Linked DNA regions of Rattus norvegicus: region 1 is linked to region 2. Evidence: chromatin contacts called from public Hi-C data. All regions are on one chromosome and are shown on one strand. The core of a region is the stretch at or near the end of the contact, and the rest is flanking DNA. Distances in the headings are between cores, read along the strand shown.

Evidence for each region. Hi-C and Micro-C count contacts between places; a contact is called where the count stands out from the background.
Region 1: a Hi-C map of Schwann cells shows a contact between it and region 2, with 2.3 times the contacts expected there. The contact joins the promoter of Mfap5 here to the promoter of Phc1 in region 2. A contact is called at or near these places in 2 of 12 Hi-C or Micro-C datasets (Schwann cells and frontal cortex).

What each region holds. Positions count from the first base shown.
Region 1 is chr4:157,394,852-157,402,086 of GRCr8, reverse strand. It overlaps Mfap5 (microfibril associated protein 5), which reads right to left and starts at 2,168. Exons shown (of 11, transcript NM_001108644.1): 1 at 2,080-2,168. It also overlaps a transcript of Rimklb not described here.
Region 2 is chr4:157,201,970-157,209,111 of GRCr8, reverse strand. Phc1 (polyhomeotic homolog 1) reads left to right here and starts at 4,552. Exons shown (of 15, transcript NM_001107886.1): 1 at 4,552-4,638; 2 at 7,091-7,142. The coding sequence starts at 4,602.

The DNA of each region.
Region 1 (7,235 bases), core at 919-3,418, 200 kb before region 2:
ATGACCTCAACATGCTGGCCTACCCAGAGACTACAGTTGAGGAGAGCCTCCCCAGACAGTAGGAGGGGGTGCTGTCCCCAGGTCCCTGAAGGAAGTCTGAGGCGGGGGCAGTGAAAACAAGAACAAAATGTTCAGAGCAAGGCTGTGTGAGAGAGAGAGGGGCTCCCAAAGAGGAGCACTTTAGGAGAGAGGAGAGGGGGAAAGGCAGGAAGAGGAGCAGAGAATGCCATGTGCTGTTTGGCTCAATAGACATTTGGGGATCCAGTTTGTGGGCTGGTGAGAGGGTACGGCAGGAAGGGCACGTGTTGGCACTTCTGAAGGCCTAAGGTAGAGCCTAGGACCCAGATCCTGACAGCGCATAAACAACTCCTGAATGTTGTTCTCTCCCATATATGCACATACTTCTGTGCTCCTCCCACACACCTACACACCCACACACATAATTTTAAAAGCAAACTTTTTTGAGGAAGGATCTCTCATCACTATGTTGACCTGGATGTCTTGGGACCATACTGAAGTCCATGCTGGCCTCAAACTCACCAAGGTTCACCTGCCTCTGCCCACAAGGTTCTAGGATCAAAACCCTGGGCCACCAGACCCCACTCTAAGGCATTTTTTAAAACCCATTTTGTCTTGAACCATGCCTTTGATCCCAGCACTGATGGGGGATACAGGTGGATACTGGAGGGTTTGAGGACATTGCGGTGGTCTAGCCAGTACTATATAGCAGGACCCTATCTTAACAACAAAGCAAACAAAAGTACAGTTTGCACCGTACTTCATAGCAGGACTCTGTCTCAGTTAAAACAAAACAAAGCAAAATTATTAAAAAGGTAAAAATCCGGGCTGAAGAGATGGCTCAGTGGTTAAGAGCACTGATTGCTCTTCCAGAGGTCCTGAGTTCAATTCCCAGCAACCACATGGTGGCTCACAACCATCTGTAATGGGGTCTGATGCCCTCTTCTGGTGCATCTGAAGACAGCTACAGTGTACTTATATATAATAAATAAATAAATCTTTTTTTTTTTTTGGTTCTTTTTTTTTTCAGAGCTGGGGACCGAACCCAGGGCCTTGCGCTTCCTAGGCAAGCGCTCTACCACTGAGCTAAATCCCCAACCCCAATAAATCTTTTTTTAAAAAATGTAAAAATACAGTTTTAAGCTAGTTTCATTACTTCCTGGTAACCCCCTTTTTCTCGTTTGTTTTCAAGGCCCAAGGTCTTATCTCCAAGTTTCCGGGAGCATCAGGTCAGTTGTTTTATCATACTACCAATTCATCATTTGATTACTTCAAGTCAGTTGCTATGGTTTTGTTTTTGTTGTTGTTTATTTCAATGGCTTTTTGCTATGCTTTTTAGGATAATTTTACCTCTCCTTTTTCAGAGCTGAGATCTGAACCCTTGCTAGGTAAGCAATCTACCTCTGAGTTAAGTCTCCAATCCTTGGTTACCTAAAGTCAGAATTAGCAGCAATGGTTAGCAATGAGCAAATGGTATCTGGGGAGTGTGTTCGTGTCGCACGTGTGCATCATGTGTGTGATTGTGCATCATGTGTGTGTGTGAGTGCAGGTATGCTGGTGACACACAGTAAGTCTCCTTCTAGTCTATTTCAGGGATCAATTATCAGATCACGAGGCTCGCTCTGAACTGCTCCTACCCACTGAGTCATCTCACTTCCGCATGCCTCTTTCTCATGTTAAAATTCCACATTCCTAACTGGAGATAAAGCCACGTGGAAGGCTGAGCCAGAAGGATCACCATGAATTTAAAGTCAGCCTCGGCTACAACCTACATTATATTATAGACCTGAGTCTGGTCGTAGGCTTCCCAGTAGCATTTATAGTGGTGACCACTAGGGGGCACTAGGATTCCCTAAGTTTTCGGGGTTTCTGGAAGTGGGAAGCAGGGGAGCTATCTTTGATTTCCTTCTTAGACGATTCAACCACAGATTTCTGGTAATAAACTACCAGGGTTTGGAGATGGGCTTTTATGTGGTGGGCATCTAGACTTCATTACCCCCGCCCCCCGCCCCCGGCTAACAAATCCTCACTGCCCAGAAACAGAACTCCAGTAGCTTGTACTGCAGTCTGTCTTAGTGACTTAGGGGGCTGGCTCACCTTGATGCGACTGCTTCTCTGGGGCAACCTTGTCTTCTTGCACCTGGAAATCTGAACGGACTGTGTGACTGCAGTGGGACTTGGACCGCGTGACCGCGTGCCTGCCAGTGTGACTGGTTCCAACTGGAATAAGTTTTTTGCTTGCTTGTTTGTTTGTTAATTTTATTGCGGAGCCCAGGTTAGCCTGGCACTTAGGACCCTCCTGCCTCAGCTTCCCGAGTGCTAAAGTTCCTCTCATGCTCCCACACCCAATGTAAGCCTATATTACCCTGAGGTTCTCTCTGGCCCTGGGGAAGAAATCTTTGGATGTCAGATCATCTATCTTTCCATCCCACACTGGCTGGCGCTCTGTCTGGGAAAGAACATTTTCCAGTAAAAAGAACCCTCCATTGGATGGACTGTCCAGGATAGCGATGGCTTAATAGAGGCAATGTCGATATGAGTCACTCAGGAAATGTTTCATTTAAACAGAGTACCCCAGCGGATGGTGAAATGCGAAGAGAGAAAAAGAAGACAGGGATGGGAGCCTGTCTGCAAGCTGGCTTTATTCATTTGTTTATTGGACTATAAAGAACACACCCATTAGCAGAGAGGCCGCTGGGCAAATGAACAGAAACATCACCATGGTCCGATCCAGTGAAATTAAATCCAGGGGCTAGATACACAAAAAAATTCCCTTAAAAGGCAGGGAAAGACAGGAGAATTATATGAGGCAGGGTGGAGAGGGAGTGGTGCGTGTCCAGCAATGAAGTAACAGTCAAATGCAAAATTAGAATTGGATGCCAACACACATATGTCCTTAGAAAACCTGGGCTACACACAATTTCTGTGTGTCCATCAAAGCTCAGCCTAGGAGCTGTCTCGGCCCCCAAACCATTCCTGGTCCCCTCTGTGTTTCTACTGAGCCAGCTTTGTTTATTTATAAAACCTCCTCCTTTCCATTAAATTCTTTCCCATATCTCTAACCTCCATCAGGCTGAGTGTTCCTGGATGGCAGAGGCCGCCTTTACTCATTCCTGGCTGACATAATGGCTAGCACATGAGAAATCGAGCTTTGACTAATTGAATTAAATTGAGCTGGAGGCTTGAAACCGTTACTTCAAATACTCAAAATCTTACACAAACGCCGAGAGGGTAGAGGCTAACGTCTTAGGGAAGTAGTGATTTGAGAATACGCGGGGAGATCTCAAGTAGCTAATGTGTGAAGCACAATGAAGCCGAGGACGGAACAAAAGGTGTGGAGAGGTTGGGCAACAGCTGTACTGGAAGCAAAGGAATTTTGTCAGTGAGGATGCAGAATGACTTCATGTAAAACATACAACTTAGCTGGATAAGATGGTGATTGCTTACGATCCCAGCACTCAGGACAACGACACAAGAGGATCACAGGTTCGAGGCCACTCAGATCCAGTCTCAAACAAAGCGACATAAAACTGATCAAGCCCACCAACTCCGAAACTCTCAACGACATAAAAAATGTAAACAGTTCTGATAACTTTGGCAATATACAAAATAGATGGGAGTTACAGAGATTCATTTACGAAAGGGAGACAAACTGACACAAGTTGGAGCAGTTAAGAGTGCTGGCTGCTCCTCTGAAGGACCCAGGCTCAGCTCCCAGCATGCACCATTACTGTGAGTTCTGGGATTCAAGCTCGGACATACAACCGTCTACAACTCCAACCCCAGAGGAGCTGATGTTCTCGTCTGGCCTTCAAGGCACTACACACACGTTACACAGACAAACATTTAAGCAAAACACTCATGTGCTTAAAACAAAAATCATGAAAGGCCTTAAAAAAATCCAACTTCTTATTCCCAACTTTCCAATGACCAAAAACTCCAGAGAGAGAAATTTGAAATTTGAAAATATGGGAGAAGGGAGAGAGGTGCTTAATGTATATAATTAATAAGTAATGCTAGTGATTACAATAAACAACATCAGGGTATTTATATAGTTAATACATAGATTTTATATGCATTAGGCAGCCTCTTAGATGGTGGCATAATTCTCTTCACTCTCCCGTGGCATCCCCACTCCCCTCCAACTTCCCCCATGCCCACCCTCTGGTCTTTGTAGCTGCCTTTAAGGAAGAGAGCACAGCACAAGCGATCAAACATCCTTCCCCAGCCTGGGCTACTGAAGGCTACTGTGGCTTCTGTTCTTTTCCTTTTTCTGCATTTAAAAAAGTGTGGGTGCAAGTGTGTGTGTGTGTTTGTGTGTGTGTGTGTGTGTTCATGTGCTTGTGTTGGGATAAAGTGACTTTAAATGCCAGAGGTGGTTGGAGCTAGAATCATGCAGTTGCGGGACACCTTATGTGGCGCTCGGAACTAAGTAAGGTCCTCTGAAAAAGTAGCAAGTGTTTTTACCCATCAACCCCTCTCTCCAGCCTCCAAAATGAGAAGCCAACAAGAGCGGATGTTGAAGGGTTTTGTTGTTTCTGTTTCTTGCTGTTTTTGTGCTGCTAGGGGTTGAGTTCGTTGAGACTCACTCTGAGACCTAATAACAGGCATGATTTATGGAATATGTGGTGGTCATTCCTGGTTGTCAACTTAACTGCCTCTGGAATGAATGACAATCCAGAAATGGAGGGCACACCTGTGATCCAGATCTTGAGGCTAGAAGACACAGGCTTCTGAACCTGATCTTGAAATGGAGCTCTTGAGTCATAGTGGCCAAGAAAAGCTTAGACCCAGGCAAGGTAGTACATACCTTTAATCCCAGGAGACTGAGGCAAGGAGATCTCTGAGTTTAAGGCCAGTCTGGGGCAAAGCAAGTTCCAGATCTAGGCGTGGCAGAACACACCTTTAATTTGGGCCACACCTTCTGCTGGAGGCCTATATAAGGACATTGGAAGGAGGAAGATTCACTCATTCTTCTTCGCCTGCTTGGACTTGCCAGCACATCTGTTGGAACCTAGCTCTTCAGGATCCCAGCTTACACAGAAGGCCAGCTGGAACGTCTAGCCTCCTGGGACTGCGCATCCACAGCTGCCCATTGTTGGGTTAGTTGGACTACAGACGGTAAGTCATTATATTCCTTCAATAGAGAGAGACATTCTATAAGTTCCGTGACTCCCGAGATCCCTGACTGATACAGAGTGTTAACTACACCCTGGGCTATTGTTCTCTACGCAGTTCCCAGAAGGTCAGAAGAGAACAAAGACACAGATAACAAGGAGGGACAAAAAATAGGAAAGAATGTGAGGCGTTGATTTTGGAGTGAAGTTTGTAGGGAAGTGAGTAAGCTCCCAAATGACTATGAATAATTAAAGTTATTTTATTCATTTAATAAGGAGGAGAATTTCTCTACACTAGCCTTGAGGGTGCTGGATGAGGTACATTCTTCCTTATGGGGCAGTAACTGGTTTGCGGAAGTGGCTGGAAGAGTAATTAGATTCAAGGACTAGTTGGTACCAGTCTCTGCGGGGCTTTCTGGTTGGCAGAGCCTTGCTTCTCTTCTGCCCAGTATGTCTGCCTGGCTCCCTGGGGCATCTGAGAGCATCACTGTGCATGAAAGGGAACGGCTGTGTGTATGAAATGCAGATGCTCCCAGAGGCTCAGCCTCAGGCTCCCCTGCCCCAAATAAGTCAGTCCCTTCCAATCAAAGGGAAAGGGAAGGATATTCTAGCTCTCCCTGGGAGCAAGAAAGGGTCAAAAGCATGGTTAACTTTAGTCCACCAGAGAGCCTAGTAGGTTAACTACTGTTGACTCAACAGACTATGGCTAAATGCCATATTTGGAATATGTGAATCTTGCCTCTTAATCTGAAACCAGATTTACCTCTTTCCATAATTCTGAAGGAAACTGTTAACAAGGACCTCTTTGTTGTTCAATAAAGGAACACTTCAGTATTTTCTTTAGCATTAGGCACTGCTGGCTGCAACCCATAGCTTTAAACAGCCTCTTCTCTTGACATCTATGTTAATTATGTCTAGTAACAAAACATCCTTAATAAACTGATTTTTTTTTTATTTCTTTTTTGAGATAGTGTTTTCTCTGTGTATTCTTGGCTTTCTTAGAACTCTATGTAGATCGGGCTGGCTTTGAACTCCCACAGATCTGCCTGAGCTCTGAGATCAAAGGTTTGTGCCTTCATGCCCACATGGCACAAAGAATTTAATGAATAGTGAACATGGTAGCCAATGTGTTTAATCCCAGTACTCAAGAGGCAGAGACAGGTGGCTCTCTGTAAATTTGAGGCCAGCCGAGTCTTGTTAGTGAATTCCAGGAAAGCTGGGTGGGGCTGTTACACAGAGAACCCTGCCTTCAAAAGCAAACAGGATTTAAGGTAGGGAAACTTATTTTGCTCACCTTTTCAGAGATATTGGCCACTTAGTGCTGGAGGCGTTGGTGGAACAGAGTTGCTCTCTGCCTGGTGGCCGGGAAAAACAGAGAGATGATACATTGTAGCTAGTGTACATTCCTGCCCCTAGAGCCCTCTGCCCAGAACCTGGCAATAATGTCATCTACTTGGTTTCTAGCCCTCTGTCACTGAGGACTGTGGCACAAGCTTATACTTCTGGCACTTGGAAGGTGGAAGCTGGAAGATTTAAGTTATCCTCTGCAATATATGGAGATTGAGACCAGCATGAGTGATGGAATTAAACAAATGACTAGGCTGGAGAGCTAGCTCAGTGGTTAAGATCACGACATCACATGAATTCATTCTCTTAACACCCTTTCCATATTGCTTTATTTTTTTTTATTTTTTAAAAACAACTTTTATTTTTTGTATGAGTACACTGTAACTGTCTTCAGACACACCAGAAAAGGGCATCAGATTTCATTACAGATGGCTGTGAGCCACCATGTGGTTGCTGGGACTTGAACTCAGGACCTCTTGAAGAGCAGTCAGTGCTCTTAACCGCTGAGCCATCTCTCTTGACTCTCCTGGAATTTGCTTTGTAGACCAGGCTGGCCTTGAATTTACAGATCGGCCTGCCTCTGTTTCCCAAGTAGTGGTATCCACGTGTGCCCCACCACCTCCCAGCTCATCTTATTTCTAAATGGTGGGAAATTCCCTGGTTCATTAGCAGCCTCTTTTCTGTCTGTGGTGTAGGAGACTCAACTCTGAGCCTCACACTGAGCTACATCTCCAGCCTTTTCTCTCATTTAGT
Region 2 (7,142 bases), core at 3,303-5,802:
AGCTACTGTAATATTCTGTTACAAACTTCCTGGCTTAAACTGACACATATATTACTTTACAGTTCAGAAGGTTAGAAATTTGACATGCATTTCATTGGGTTAAAGTCAATGTGTTTGGAAGGCTGTGTTCTCTCTTGTCAGAGCTTGGGGGAAGATTCATTTAGTTAAATTTTTTTTTCTAGCTTCTAGAAGAGTGGTTCAACCTTCCTAATGCTAGGACCCTTTAATACAGTTCTTCAGATTGTGGTGAGCCCCCCCCCCACCATAAAATTATTCATTGTTACTTCATAACTGTAATTTTGCTGTTATAAGCCATAAGTAAATATCTGATATGCAGAATATCTGATGTGTGACCCTTGTGGAGTCCAGGGCTACAGGTTGAGAACCGCTGTTCTAGAGGCTTCCTACATTGTTTGATTTATTGCTGCCTGGTGTTTTAAAGTCAGTAAGAATGGGGTTGAGTACCTCTCAGGTCCTACCAACCACTCTGCATCCTCCGCTTCCTATCTCCACATTCACATATATCCACATATATCATATATATCACGTCACCCTGGAGCTGCTCTGATAACGCTCCGGAATCTCCAGTTGTTTAAAGGGCAGCTGATAAACGGTGTTACTTCCCCTTTGCTCTTTAACAGAGCATGCTCGCAGGCTTCACGGCTGGAAAAATGTGGGCTCACTTATTCTTACTGCAGCTTACGAGTTCCGACAACACCAGAAACAGAAGTGAGGGAATTCGGATGTACGTCGTTATTTCTCTTTCTCGTTTGCTAATTCCCCCCAGTCCTTACCCACATAGCGTCTTTTGGACCGATAGCTGGAGATAGTAACTGAGTCAGCGTGGATCACGCCCATTGCCCGAACTTTTAAATGGCAAACGCCAAGCTTCTCTAGGAACATTCAGAGCTGAGCACCTGAGTGGAAATTTCACATCTCTCTTTCAGGCTGTGACTGGAGGTGGTTCTGAGCTGTGGTGGCACGCAGGCTTAATTTAAAGTTCTTACTCCAAAACTTAAGTCCCCACTAACGGACCTTGAACAGTTTGACTTTTCAAGCTTTATATTCTCCATCTGCAAATATTATAACGGACCCAAAACGGTTGTCTGGAGGCCTGAATTCCAGGGCGCTCTGAAGCTGCAGCATGTATTTTGAATTGTTTCCCCCCCCCTTAGACATCTTCCCAGATGCTGAGCTTTCTTGGTCTAGGGAACAAAACCCCAGGGGGTGTAAATCTGGTGTTTGATCTCATCATGAATCTGTATTCTAACTTCTCAAATACTGACCAGAGGAGCGCCCTTGAAGCCTTATACAAGTAAATGCAGTGCCCAAGGAATGCTCTTCATGTAGATAAATTCACTAATTAAATTCACCTCACTAAGTTATGACTAAATACTTGTGGACGCTAAGTAAACCATAAAGAATGGTTTAGGTAACGTGGAGAACAACAAATACTTATTGGGTTAGTTCTAGCCCTGAAATGCCCTTTTCTCTGTGGAAAACCAAAGGACTTGGACAGCACTTGGCTTTAAATATCGGAGTCTCAAAATGCCCTTAAAGCTCATCTTCCTCTCTTCCAGCTAGACCTTAAGAAGAACTGCCTCAAGATGGGGTGGGATGTGGAAGGTGGGTGATGTGGTGTAGTTTAGAATATAGGTGGTCCTGCTACGTTCTTCCCATATTTGCATAAACCGTGCTCCTCTCTTTCACTTGGTTGGCTGTCCACCGTAACACTAGTGGAGTGAGAGCCGTCTCTTCACAGGTCAGCTCGAAGAACGCTGCTCGGTGGATGACCGAGATTCCATTACCCTACCTTCTGTTTGTTTCAGTTGCACCCAAACCCCCTTCCAAATCCCAGCCCTTCTGGAGGTGGCTGAGGAGTTGCAGGAGGGCTCAGCTTTCTGCAAAACAGGTTGAATGCATTTCCTTCACACCTGTTTAGGCTAATGGCCTTCTGTGTCATGTAGAGCAAAGTCACCTAGCCTCGCTCCACGGAACCGTTTGTTTTGAAAGAGAAAAGACTAATTCCAGAAGAATCATTAAATGAAAGTGAGAAAGTTTAACAAACAGGGGGAGGCAGGGAAGGAGAGAAAGAGAGAGAGAGAGAGAGAAAGAGAGAGAGAGAGAGAGAGAGATATCTCCATCAGGGAACAAAACTGTTTTGCTTTGCTTAGGTGGAGGTGAATTGTTCTCAAGGTAATTCAGGGTATGAAAATGATTTTTTGGTGGATGGAGCCTTTCCTGAAAATTTAATTTGCTGTTGATACTTTTTTAAAAAATACTAAGTTAAATTTATTTTAGTGGAGATTACTTAGAACTACGACCCAGAAAACCCAGGAGCTTTGGAGATCTTTACATGAACACGGAACTCCTGGCCCATGACCAACACGGCTTATGCTGCAATGGGTTATTCCTAGGCTAATGTTAGATCAGAAGCTGAAAAAAATCATGCCAGTTTTCAATCCCCTACTATCATTCAGTAGATGATGAAACCAATGATACTGGATTGAAAGAGAAACAAAACAAACAAAAGCAAAAACTTTGAGGTGGAATGTAGCTCTATGAAGCAGGAGTAATTATTCACCGTTAAGGGGGCTGTAGCTCAATGGGAGAGGGCCTTGGTAATTCTATACAAACCCTGTCAGGTATTGAGAAAACAAGGATATAACCTCTGGATTCTTTCTTCTGGGCATATATTACAGGATCATATCGACTCATTAGTGCTGATAGTTTTCCAATAGGATATCTGTTTCTTGTCCTGGAAGGGTATATAAATCTGATTGTTCTTTTTGGTATTAAGCCTCCACGAGAAAGCTTTAACCTTCCTTGACCTGCCAAAGTTCTAGGTTTGAATTAAGTGGGTAATGCTTCACCTGGTTTTTTAACCACGAGATCTCGCCAGAAGGTTTCCATTCATCCCCAGCCAACACCTATCATCCTTGGCCCGGCAACAAACCCTTTCACCTCTCCACGCCCTTGTTACTGCCTCTCCAGTCCTTTGGCTGCCCTTTGGGGTTTGCATACTTGTTTAACTGGTTCCTAGAAGCCTCCTAAAGATCTTACTTCACGGCGATCTGGCTACACAAATTAAGAGTGGGAATTGATACGAACACAAATGCATCTAATTTATAATGAGAATGCTTCAATTTTTCTCTAAATACAAATTAATTACACATGGGTTTTCAATGACGCGTGGGCTCGAGAAAACAACTAATTATGGCTGAGGTTAGCAGAAAGATTACAGATAAAGCTCAAATCCCAGCTATTATCACTAGGTAACACCCACCCAACGGTAGGTAAAGGTTAAGGAAAACAGTTATCTTTCCCATCAGTGCAGAGGTTAAAAAAAAAATTAAGCTTTCAAGAGTGGCCGGCACACAGTAGGTGTTCCAGGAGCATGGAGAGACTGAGAACTAAATCCTGTTAAATTTGTGTTACAAATAAAACGAGCCTCCTCCACCACAAGCTCAGCCTTCCCAAAGGCAGCACCATTGTTCACCTCTTTACACCCCGCCTTTTCCATTGTTTTGGGCGTTCTGATTCTTTCACATGTGCGTGTGACTTTTAGAGGTTCCAAAGCACACAATCAACCCTGAAATCACAGACTTAAATATCATTCAAAGCAAGTTGCATCAGGTTCCTGCTTTTAAATGAGTGCAGCTTCTAACGGGTTCAGTTTCTTTGCGGCGTTGTTTCCCGCCTTCTTGGAGTTGAGGCGAGGGATTAAACAATCAGCATTCTCTCGCTGTTCCCTCAATCCCGAAGTTTTTCTTTCCTCATCTTTCCTTCCCTCTGCTCTATTTCCTTTCACAGACCGACGTTTCTCAAGGGTCTTTGCTCAGCTTCCTCCCTCTCTGGCTGCTGGTCCCTTTGATCCTTTCTTCGAGCCCCTATTCCCAGAAGCTGCAGAAAATACCTTCTTTTCCCCCCCTTTCACGTCACTTCCCTCCCCTCTCCCTCTCTTCTCCGAGGTGAGTCCCCCTCTACAGGCCAGCGCTTTCTTAGCTTCGTGCTTTCAAACCGAGAGCGGAATTTGGAGAGAAAGAAGGGGGGAAGAAAGGACGAGAAAGAGATCCAGAGCCAGGGGGGAAAATAAAAAAACACTCGGGCCTAGAGCCGGGAGGCCCGGGAGCAGCGTCGCCATGGCAACGGGCGCCGACAGGAAGCGAGGGACGCGCGCGAGGGCGGGCGCGGGGAGGGGGCGGGCCGGAGGAGGGGTCGGCTGCCCCGGAAGCACCTCCCCGCAGCCCCCTCCCCGCCTGCCCGCGGCCCCCCGGCCTCGGCCCCCACCCTCGCGGCGGGGCAGGAAGTGACAGGCCCGCGCGAGCCCCCGGCCTGGCGGAGCCGCGGCGCGGCCAGCACCCGGACGGCGGGAGGGGCGGGGAGCGGCGGCCGCGCCGGGCACCTCCCACCGCGCCTGGGCCCCCGCCCCTCCAGGAAGGGGAGGAGGCGGCGCGCCGCCGAGGCCGAGCGACCCCCCCCTCCCCCGCCCCTGAGGTGGACGCCCCCCGCGAGGACTCGGGTGCGGAGCCGGGCGCGAAGGTAACCGGGCGGCCGCGGGCCGGGGAGGGGCCGCATCCCGGGGTCTCGGCGGCGCGGGGATGTTTCCTCAGCCACCTCGGCGTGTGCAACGCCCAGGTACCTCCCCCAGCCGCGCTCCTGCCTCCCGCTCTGCTGTGCTCTGCGGTGCTTCTTTGGTGCTTCGCGTCCCGGTCTCCGTGCTTTGCGCTGGCTGTGCTCGGTGCTGTCTGTCCGTCACCTCGTTGCCTCGGACCGCTCGCCTTCTCATTCATTTCTCCCTTCCCCGACTTTGGTCCTTCCATCCGAGCATGCTGTCTGGTTATCTCCCTGCTTCTCGCGCTCCGCCGGGCTCCCCAATCTCGACTTCTGTGACTCCCCCTGCTTGGCTCCCTACTATTAGAATGTACAATTCCCTGCTTACCGAGTCCGTTCGCTTCGGGCACGGCACTGTATCCACCCCCTTCTCCCGGTGTGTTTGGTTTCTCGTTGGAACTGCGTTTTTATCACGGTTCTGTGAAGAACTATAACCCCTGGGAGTCTTCCCGAGGCACCCCTCACCCCCTTGCTTCTCACTCCATTCTTACTGCAACAGAGTTTTGTACTCCAGGGTTATTGACTTCTTCCAACACCTGACCCAATAGGCCCAGTAGTATGTCCATCTCAATATTACTTTCTAGTCCCTTCCCGTCGGTGTGCATCTTCCCCAGTAGAATCCTTACACACCCACACCCAAATGGTGGTACCGTTTAGGATGGCCATTCACTCTTCTCTCAGTTTTAATTTTTAATTGAGTTTGCCACCTAAACGCTTTTCTGTCTTCACTTTCTACATTGAATCTGGAACTCACAACATTAATTGGAAAAAAAATGAAGATTTTAAGAAATAGATTAGTGTGCCTGCGAGGTTTTTGATGGCAGTTTCCCTGGTGGAAAGACTTTAAATTGGCCCTTCTCTGTTTCACGATCTAGGGGAAATGAAGGGGTCATCGGATTGATGAACGTTTTTTATATAAGCCTCTATTGCAAGTAACAGGGTCTTTCGTCTCTGAGTCCAGTGAGATAAGTCCAGTAATCTGTACAACTGTGCTGTGCTGCCTCTAATCCTTACCCACTTTTTTTCCTTCACATGCTGATATTGAGGACTCATGGGTCTGTATCTGTTCAGTGCTTTGATATTTTGGCAAAGGATGTGGGGAAAAAGGTAGACCAAGGTTGATAGAATGCCCTGTCTGTATCTCTTCCATTAAATCCATGTGTGGAGTGACATCTGTTTCTTCCTAAAATGGGTAGAGTTCTCTGGGGACAGTTATGTGATGTAGTGATGCCGGGGAGAGAATCGGGACTGAACTCAACTTTAATGGCCAAGGCCAGGACTTTGATTTTTGTTTGGGATGCACTCCTGAGGTAAATCCATTCATCTAATGAAACTAGAGATAGTCCCTTGCAGAAATTAGGATCGGACGTTCATAGTCCCAAGCCAGATAGTGCTTGGGTGACCTGGTATTTCTAGTAGTCATTTTCCTGCTGCTTTAGGAGAGTGTTTCTGTCTGCTTCTCGTTTCTTTTTCTTTTTTGATATGTATGTGTTTTTTTAAATTTACTTTTGCTAGTTTTAATGTAGCTGCCAGAGGATAAATTCTTACACGTTAGTAAAGTTGGATCTTATTCTTTTAAGTTAGAATGCGCTTTACTGTTACATACTTGGGAGTGTGTAACCTGCTCACTTTGTTACCTTATTTGCGAGTAGGGACACTGACCTTATATAAGGAGAAGTGACAGGCCCGAGGCTTTAATTAGTAGCTTGGCCTGCAGCCAGTCAGCTACTTTGGACATGTGGGCAATAGGCTAGCTCTTCTGCTCCCAACACTTATCCACTTCCACGACCTGTCCACTCTGCCTGCCTCATCAGTATTTCAGGGCTCTCTTCTGAAATGAGGACATGGAATCCTCACACTGAGGGACACTGCTTTGACAACAGATTTTTGTTGTTATTGTTTGCTTTTTTTTTGTTGTTGTTGTTCTGGGAGGAGACAAAGTAGTATAAAGGCTTGATACACAGAAGATGCTTGTTCCCTCTATTATGAAATGGAGACTATGATATTTACCACACAGCAGTGTAAAAGATAGCAGAGGTGAAGGGCCTGTGCTGGGCCAGGGAATGAAGGCGACTCGAAGCTTCATGGGCAGTGCTGTCTGTTGTGAGCTTGATAATGATACATGGAGATAAGGGTATCAGCAAGTTTTCAGTGGATCAGTTTTAAACTTTGAAAAGTGCTGGGGACTGAAGGTGCCTTCAGTGTTGTAGAATTGTGAGGTGGCTTGTTAATAGTCTGGTCATTTTAGTTAATGGTAGTCAGGAGGGGGTATGTAAAGGTTTTTTCTTTTGAGACAGCGACTAGCTTGAAAAGATGGTGGAGGGGGGAAGATATGATTGCAGATTTGGGGGTTCTAAGACCTCAGAGGAAGATTCTTAGACACTTTGTGGACTTACTGTGATTTTCAGTAATAATGACATGAAATGACATTTTCCATTCAAGGTGTAACTTTAACCTTTTACTGATTCCTGTCTAGGGCTTGAGTCAGAGCACCATTCTTGGGGACCCTGGAACGCTATCATGGAAAC